Regions from separate parts of the Zea mays genome. Here region 2 is linked to region 1. The links are chromatin contacts, called in public Hi-C maps. All regions are on one chromosome and are shown on one strand. Each heading gives the region's core, a stretch centred on a gene start, on an enhancer-like site or on the middle of the called end of the contact. The rest is flanking DNA. Distances are from core to core; before and after follow the strand shown. Region 1 holds the start of LOC100286371 (60S ribosomal protein L13). Region 2 holds the start of LOC100383017 (PRP38 family protein).

Evidence for each region. Hi-C and Micro-C count contacts between places; a contact is called where the count stands out from the background.
Region 2: a Hi-C map of leaf shows a contact between it and region 1, with 6 times the contacts expected there. The contact joins the promoter of LOC100383017 here to the promoter of LOC100286371 in region 1. A contact is called at or near these places in 7 of 25 Hi-C or Micro-C datasets (ear, leaf, leaf mesophyll and 1 more) and 1 of 3 datasets of contacts at active chromatin or transcription factors (seedling).

What each region holds. Positions count from the first base shown.
Region 1 is chr6:138,882,824-138,887,111 of Zm-B73-REFERENCE-NAM-5.0, reverse strand. It overlaps LOC100286371 (60S ribosomal protein L13), which reads left to right and starts at 2,366. Exons shown (of 5, transcript NM_001159258.1): 1 at 2,366-2,446; 2 at 2,768-2,901; 3 at 3,481-3,614; 4 at 3,984-4,142; 5 at 4,251-4,288. The coding sequence starts at 2,793.
Region 2 is chr6:139,026,769-139,031,056 of Zm-B73-REFERENCE-NAM-5.0, reverse strand. LOC100383017 (PRP38 family protein) reads left to right here and starts at 2,429. Exons shown (of 5, transcript NM_001175696.1): 1 at 2,429-2,585; 2 at 3,450-3,810; 3 at 4,235-4,288. The coding sequence starts at 3,523.

The DNA.
Region 1 (4,288 bases), core at 1,117-3,616:
GGGCAAAGGCAGCCGACCCCGGAGGATTCACGTCTCGCCCGAGGGCCCCCTCAAGCAACGGACACACCTTCGGCTCGCCCGAGGCCCAGTCTTCGCAGAGAAGCAACCTTGGCCAGATCGCCACGCCAACCGACCATATCGCAGGAGCATTTAATGCAAGGGTCATCTGACACCTTATCCTGACGCGCACTCTTCAATCGACAAAACCGAAGTGACCGCAGTCACTTCGCCGCTCCACTGACCGGCCTGACAAGAAAACAGCGCCGCCTATGTCGCTTCGACTGCTGTGCCACTCGACAGAGTGAGGCTGACAGCAGCTAAGTCCAGCCTCGGGCGCCATAGGAAGCTCCGCCTCGCCCGACCCCAGGGCTCGGGCTCAATCTCGACGCTGGAAGATGGACTTCGCCTCGCTCGACCCCAGGGCTCGGACACAGCCTCGGCTCCGGAAGACGACGGACTCCGCCTCGCCCGACCCTAGGGCTCGGACACAGCCTCGGCTCCGGAAGACGACGAACTCTGCCTCGCCCGACCCCAGGGCTCGGACACAGCCTCGGCCTCGGAAGACGGTCTCCGCCTCGCGCCGACCAGGGGCTCGGACTCGACCTCGACCTCGGAAGACAGACTCGACCTCGACCTCGGAGGAGCCTCTGCCTCGCCCGACCTAGGGCTCGGACCGACCACGACACAGGGGGGGCATCATTACCCTACCCCTAGCTAGCTCAGGCTACGGGGAACAAGACCGGCGTCCCATCTGGCTCGCCCCGGTAAACAAATAATGATGGCGCCCTGCGTGCTCCATGACGACGACGGCTCTCAGCCCCTTACGGAAGCAAGGAGACGTCAGCAAGGATTCGACAGCCCCGGCAGCTATCCTTCCGCAGGGCTCCAGCTCTCCTCCGACGGCCACGACATCACATGAACAGGGTGCCAAAACCTCTCCGACTGCCACGACGGCATGCACTTAGGGCTCTAGCTCCTGTCTGCTAGACACGTTAGTACACTGCTACACCCCCATTGTACACCTGGACCCTCTCCTTACGTCTATAAAAGGAAGGTCCAGGGCTCTCGCACGAGAAGGTTGGTCGCGCGGGAGAACGGGCCGGCGCATAAGGCTCTCCCACGTGGACGCTTGTAACCCCCTACTGCAAGCGCACCCGACCTGGGCGCAGGGCAACACGAAGGCCGCGGGATTCCCCTTTGCCTGTCTTCTTCCCCCCTTCGTGCTCCGTCTCGCGCCGACCCATCTGGGCTGGGACACGCGGCGACAATTTACTCGTCGGTCCAGGGACCCCCCGGGGTCGAAACGCCGACACCCCTCTTCGTTGCCCCTTGGCCCATTCGCTCGCCACAGCCCACCAGCGCGCTTTCCCCCCCCCCCCCCGGCCTGCTTCGGCGGCCCAGCCGCGCGGCAGCCCCGCGCCCCAAACCCTAGGTCACGCCCTCCCTAGCCGTCGCGCCCCCAGCCCCGCCCGTGGCCCCGCCTGGTTGGCCTGTCCGCGCCCCGCGCGCCCATGGCTCAGCCATGCCCCGCGCCCCAGCGCCCGCGCGCTCGCTCGCGTGCCATCGTCGCTGCACGCGCGCAGCCGCGCGCTCGCCCAGCTGCCGCCGCCGCTGGCTGTGGGGGCCTACCTGCCTAGCTGGGTCCGTGACGTGCTATTCATCTTCCCCAACTGCCCACGCCCACGACCTCCCACTCAAGCACCGGGACGCGTTTATCTCCTCCTCCTTCCCCAAACCGTCGGCCCCGCTCCCTTCGTCCCTCCCTGTTGGCCGAGTTGCGTCGTCGTACGTCGCCAACTCGCAGCCGCGCGCAGCACCTTCCTCCTCCCTCTCCCTCATCCCGCCGGCGTCGTCCCTCTGCTCGCGTGCCCTTTCCCGGCGCGAGCGCATCCCTGCGCAGTGGCCTGACTAGTTCTCCTACCCCGCCGTGCTCTGTGGGTCTCACGTCTAGCGCCCGCGCAGCGCTCTCTCAGCTACTTCCCTGTGGATCCAACACCCGTGCAGCCAGCTACTGCACCTGTACAGCACACGATCCCGTCCGTGCAGCAACCACACCGAGCAAAAAAGTAGTGCAGAGCGAGCATTCGAATCCACGCACCCTACTCCAAAAATTTGGGGCTAACCACCAGACCTCACGTCTCCTAGTGTTTAGAAATAAACAATAATTATATTTAAATAAATATCTCAATAACTATTTATATGATATATAAAAGTCGTATCAAAGTATGGGCAAGTTATTATTCTAATATATAAAATTTGTAGCAATGCACAAATAACTCACTAATGTATATTTAAACAACCTGTGGAGGATGGCCCGTTAATCTTGTGTGATAGGAATGGCGGCCCGTCAGCCCACGGCACCCCCGATCCCAATAAGCACCGAACCCTATAGCCCAAAACTTCCTCCACTTCACGCCCCTCCGCCGCCGCCGCGTCTCCTCTGCAGGTACGCTAGCTTGCTACATTCCCTCCTGCGCCGCCGTCCCCCGCAACGTTCTGTGGGTGGATGGGGCGCTCGTTTCTTCTGGATGACAAGCCGATGCACGCGCGTATCTTGCTGCGCGAAGGGTTGGGGTTCTGGATTGATTGGTTAGCAGTAGGCTATGTGGTGCACATGATTGAATTATTGGTGGTGTGCCTGGTGTGTTTATGTGCGTTTAATGACCATGCCTGCTTTGATATCGTGCTGCTGGGCTAACGAGGATGGAGCTTTGGCGGCTCCGTTTGTTGTTCAGCTGGATGACGTGGTTATTGCATTGACGTGCAGGTAAGAAGGTAAGGAAGAGGGCGAAATGGTGAAGCACAACAACGTTATCCCCAACGGGCACTTCAAGAAGCACTGGCAGAACTATGTCAAGACATGGTTCAACCAGCCCGCCCGCAAGCAGAGGCGCCGCATCGGTTAGCTCTTCTGTGCTTACCCTCTTTCAGCCTTCCAATATGTTGCGTGCTTGAATTCAAGACTTAGTTGTTTACAGATAGTTTGCCATGCCCTGCAAATTTCAATACTCTCTCTCTCAATGCCGTCGATAATAAATCTGTGCAAGTACTAATTTGTTGCAATTTAGTTCATTTGGGCTTGTATTGGGTTGCTCAGTTGGTGGTAAAAGGATACTGTTGGTCAATTAGTTAGCTGTTTCTTGTCCCTACAACGACACCTTGTAAGGACGATGTTAGCTACTTATTTGTCTTTACCTTCATTGATGTTTGTGTCATGTTACTTCATTAGTTTCTTATTTAGTTGATACACTAGTACCAATCATGATGCCACGAGATGCTAATTGGCTTCTGCATGTATCTGATCTGATGTACTACTGTTGTGATATCAATGAACAAATCAAAATAAAAGTTGCCTTCCTTTACTCAATTGTTTCACTCAGGTTGCTTCTTTGCCGACCACTTGTTATGTGTAATTTCTCCCTTATCTTTCTCATGATTACTAACAGCTTTCTACTTTGACCCTGCTACGTTATTATGCAGCTCGTCAAAAGAAGGCTGTGAAGATATTCCCACGCCCAACTGCTGGCCCTCTTCGCCCCATTGTGCAATGCCAGACTCTCAAGTACAACATGAAGTCGAGGGCTGGGAGAGGATTTACCCTTGAGGAGCTGAAGGTGATGCATTGCTTTGCCATTGTCTTTCCATTTGAGTTCTATTGAGCCATGTTGCTTTCTTGAATGTTCTAGTTTGTTTTTATTGGTGTTCTGGAACAATCTGCTGTTGTGTGTATACAATTTGTATGGCACTTGTTAATTTGTGTGTGAACTGCTCTGCTGATGTTTGGAATTTTTTGTAGTCAAGTAGTTTTCCTTCCCTATTCCGAGTATCAGCATGGTGTTTACGTTTTGTTTCAGATGTGGCTTGATTGGCATAAGTTTTCTGTTGATCCTCATTCAGCTACCTTCTGACAAGCCACTCTTTTCATCGATGTATCGTGTTACATCCTTGGTGCTGATGATTAGAGTTAATCTCATCGATTGCAGGCTGCCGGCATTCCAAAGAAGCTTGCCCCAACCATTGGCATTTCTGTGGATCACCGCCGCAAGAACAAATCTCTCGAGGGACTGCAGGCCAATGTCCAGAGGCTTAAGACGTACAAGGCCAAGCTGGTTATCTTCCCAAGGCGTGCTCGCAAGGCCAATGTATGTGTAGAAATACTTTCCTGAATGCCTTGTCCCTTGAAGACGCCTCTCTTGAAGACATGCTGGTTGTTTTGACTTCTAATCCCTTGTGGCCTACCTTCAATGCAGGCCGGCGACTCTACTCCGGAGGAGCTTGCCACGGCCAC
Region 2 (4,288 bases), core at 1,180-3,679, 140 kb before region 1:
CGACACAAAACGATGCGCGGGCATACGAAGGCCGGCGATGAAAAATGCCTAAAAACAACCAATTCGCCCTCGGGCTCGGGAACCTCCTCTGCCCCCGGGACGTGCCCAACCCCGCCGCCAATATACCCTAACCGTTGCATATCTTGCACGCGGACCAACGACATCCGCGAAACACCGAATTCCACCGTATCACCCGGTCATAATTCCGCTGCCGCCACAGTGCCCGAGAGATCTTCGGAAGACGCCTCGGCCGTCGGCGTGGTCGCAACAGACGAGGAGGAAGACGTCATAGCTACGTACCGTCGACGGCGGCGCGCGGTCTGCTTCACGCGGGCCAGTTCTCCGATGAACAGGAGCAAGGAGGGCAGACGAGCAGGCGAGCAGTTTGGAAGGGAGGCTAGGGTTTTCGCGGCGCGCAGAAAGGTAAATTTCAATCTGCGCCGCCCCGCCCCCTTTATATACACAGGGCGCGACGCTTCGGTAAGCCCGCAATCCAACAGTGCGGCGTCAATCAACGGTCATGTCAAAAACCCCGTGGAACCACTTCGAGCAAGGGCAGCGTCTCCACCATCTAGCGACGCCTTCGACACCAGATGACTTAGTCGAACTGGTCCCTCAGAGGGCAAATGTTGGGGCGAAGGCGAAGACGCCACCCTTCGCTCGATGCCTTCGCCAGCCTCGCTGCACCAACGGAGACAAGACGACTGGCAGACTTTACCCTTCGTCCCACTCGTCGCTGGACGAAGGCCTATGACGAGGTCATCCCATCCCGTGACCTCGTCCAACATGGAGGCCCACGTGTGATCCGGCCCATTGTAACAGGCCCTGCGTGGCCGCTGCGCATTACGGGCCTAATTTGTAAAGGTTTCCATGTAATTACAGTCTGTAACCCTGCTTTATGAGAATATTCCGGGGATAACCTAGGCGCCTGAGGGCACATGCGTCCTTAACTCAGGATGCTGGGCACTCAGGTACCTATAAATACCCCCGCACAGTACCCTTGAGAGGCTAGATTAACAGAGCTATTGCCATCTCGAATTGAAACCTTGTTTACGTTGCTTTTACTCTCCCGTTGGATCAACTTGCCCAAGAGAGCAAGTTCCAACACCAGCCTCGTGAGTAGTCCCGCATTTTCCTCTCTCTACTTTACCTTTCGTGCACGTGATGGTTGTGGAACCCGTGGATCATGGTGAAAAATGATCAGCATAAATTAATCTAAGTACACATGAATGACATTTTACATGAATTAATATATACACAATAATCCTAGATAATTGATTTCCTAATTAATATACATTCAAGAATTTGTCCTAGTTAATTACGTCATGTTCAAATTATATGCAAAAGAGTAAATAAATATGGTACTTTATGGATTTTGTTAACATTGCAGATATAGAGGATAAAATTTAGAGAACGTTGTTGGAGATGGAAACAATATAGAGAATAGAGTCTTTTAGAGAGTGTTGTAAATGATATGAAATATTTCTTTAGAGGATGGAATTTAGGGCACACCGTTGGAGACAATATAATAGTAAAGATATAGAGATTATCATCAAATCAAATGAAAATTGTGAAAAAAAATGATCCAACTCGCTTGCTTCACTTCTCTCTCCTATTAGAGCATCTCCAACAACGTGACTTATAAAAATGCCCTATAATTTAAAAATGATTATATATTTTATAGAATTTAGGGCAAAAAAAACATTCCACTCTATCAGTAAAGTCTCAAATCTAGATTATAAGGAAGCGCGCTACAGTGTAGTATATTTAAGGCACTTAAGAGAGTGCCCTATAAATTTTTGACTAAATTTTATGAAATGATACACTGTTAGAGTAGTTTTCCTTATAGAGCCTCATATTTAAATTTGAGTCACCAGTTTAAGATATTGTTGGAGATGCTTTGGGAGGGTTTCACTTAAATAATTTCATCTTCGATTTTCTAGCTTCTCCATAAAACAACTCCAACAAATTGTTAAAATAGGCTCGAGAAGTGTTTGACTTGCACATAGACTTCAACTTCTACAATACAATTGATTAGTGGCTGTCATGAGTTATGTAACTAGTGGCGTGGTAAGTAATTTTCATGCAACTTTACGAGATGATATAAAAACAGTTGTTGTGAAACAATCTTTGAGGAGCTTCAAAAAATCTTTAAGCTAGAGATATAAGTATTTAGAAAACATTTAGATAAATTATTTTATTTATTATTTAGATTAAACATATTTTTAAAATTAATTAAATTAATATTATAAACTACAGTAAAGCTAAATCTGGTTTGAATGAAAGAATAAAGCTCTCCCAAACAAATCCGAGAGGAGCAAACTGAACTGAAAAATATATAAAATACAGGCACGGCCGCCTCGCATCGCGGCCCTTAACGGAACAATACTTATCTTTTTCCCTGCCCCCGCGGCCGCCGCCCCGAACGCGCACGCCTCCTCCGCCGAAGCCAAGCAAACCACCGACCTCGACGGAGTCTTCTAGCCGTCACCCTCGTTGTCGCCCTGCTCCTCCTCTCAGCCGGTCCGGCCGGCGGCGTGGCGTGAAGATCAATCCGGACCCGGAACGAGTTCCCTCTTTTGCTGGTAATAAGGAAACCCTAGCTTGCTTTTGCATGGGTTGTTGTAGGATCTAGTCCCGTTTTACGTGCTCTTCTATCGAACCGTGAGGAGCCTCCTGGTGGATTTCACTCGCCCGGTTTGCTCCTTATTTTGTTTTCCGTATCGATTCGATTGGTAGGCGATGGTAGCGGTTTATTCCTAGAGATTTTGCGCGCGTTGAATCCGCTACGACCTCGGGCCGTTTCTGATGGAATTGGTTTGCTACGGACTTGTTTTTTGTTGTGCTAGATAGAATCGTAAGAGGTGTTTAATTGGGTTAGGGCTATGCGAATGGCAAACATCTGCAGCAGCATCCCTACCATAGTAAACGGTGAAGAATTCGTCTGGTTTACTTGGGTCAGGGTTACATATATGCATAACCATTATATTGGTGGAAGATCTTAGTACTTCATGAATTCTTGTAGGCTACTCATGCTCAAATGGGTTACGCAGGTTACTATATAGGCCTTGTATAATTGATAATTCAATCATTTGGATATGTACCATGAGGTAAATATGAGTTAGGATCTAATGAAAATAATGCTATATTTTTAACTGTGAGTTGAATTTTGATGTGAATGTAAATATGGTGTCGTTAATTATTCTTCACTAGTATGAGCACAGTGGAAAGCGATGCAAGTTTAAATTGGCATGTTGGGGGCAATGTGGTGGTTTCAGCCATAGGCCAAGGAAAGGGACCATTTTTCACTAGATAGATTGCTTGTATAGAAACAAATGATCTGTCATCTGTATATGGCTATATGCTCACCCTATTGTTTAGCAGAAATTCATTCGTTCACTCCTTGGTTTTGCTGTACCTTTCTTATTCCCTGACTTTACTGTGTGCAGGTTACATAAACTTTGGAATAGGAGGATATCCCATATTGATCTTTGTGATTGAGATTGATTTTTTTTCTGGAAAATGGAGATACAAACTTCAGGGAAGCCCATTGATGTGCTGATGGAGAAGGTTCTTAGCATGAACATTCTGTCTTCTGATTACTTTAAGGAGCTCTATAGGTTGAAAACCTATCATGAGGTCATCGATGAGATCTACAACACTGTCAAACATGTGGAGCCTTGGATGACTGGCAATTGCAGAGGCCCCTCCACTGCATTCTGTCTTCTATACAAGTTCTTTACCATGAAGCTTACTGTCAAACAGATGCACGGTTTGTTGAAGCATCCTGACTCCCCACACATTAGAGCTGTAAGTTTCTGTTTCCTGCCCTTCTGTTTGCTGATGCTGAATGTCTTGCTTCATGGCCCTGTATCTATTCATTAGGCATGAGGTTAGTGTATGAATCTATATGTTTATTGGGATGATTATAAAACTTATTTCGGAAGTATTTTTTGCAATGAAAAATCTTACATTCCTTGCGAATCACTTGTACATAATTTTGTGCTTACATTTTGGTTATAGCCACTAACGGTCCGACAACTTGTTTCTTTGGATGGACTTGTGGCTGAATTTCTTGGTCCTAGGACACGGGGATGACAAAGTTTGCAAGAAGTTCATAGTGTACCAGTCTGTGCTTTGGAGTTGTGAGCATTTTGTTTTTTTTGTCTTTACTAAGCCTGTTAAATACTAAAATATTTTGTGTCGAATGACTGTTTTGCGCTATTTGGTGCAGATTGGTTTCTTGTATCTTCGGTATGTTGCAGACCCAAAGGTTCTTTGGATGTGG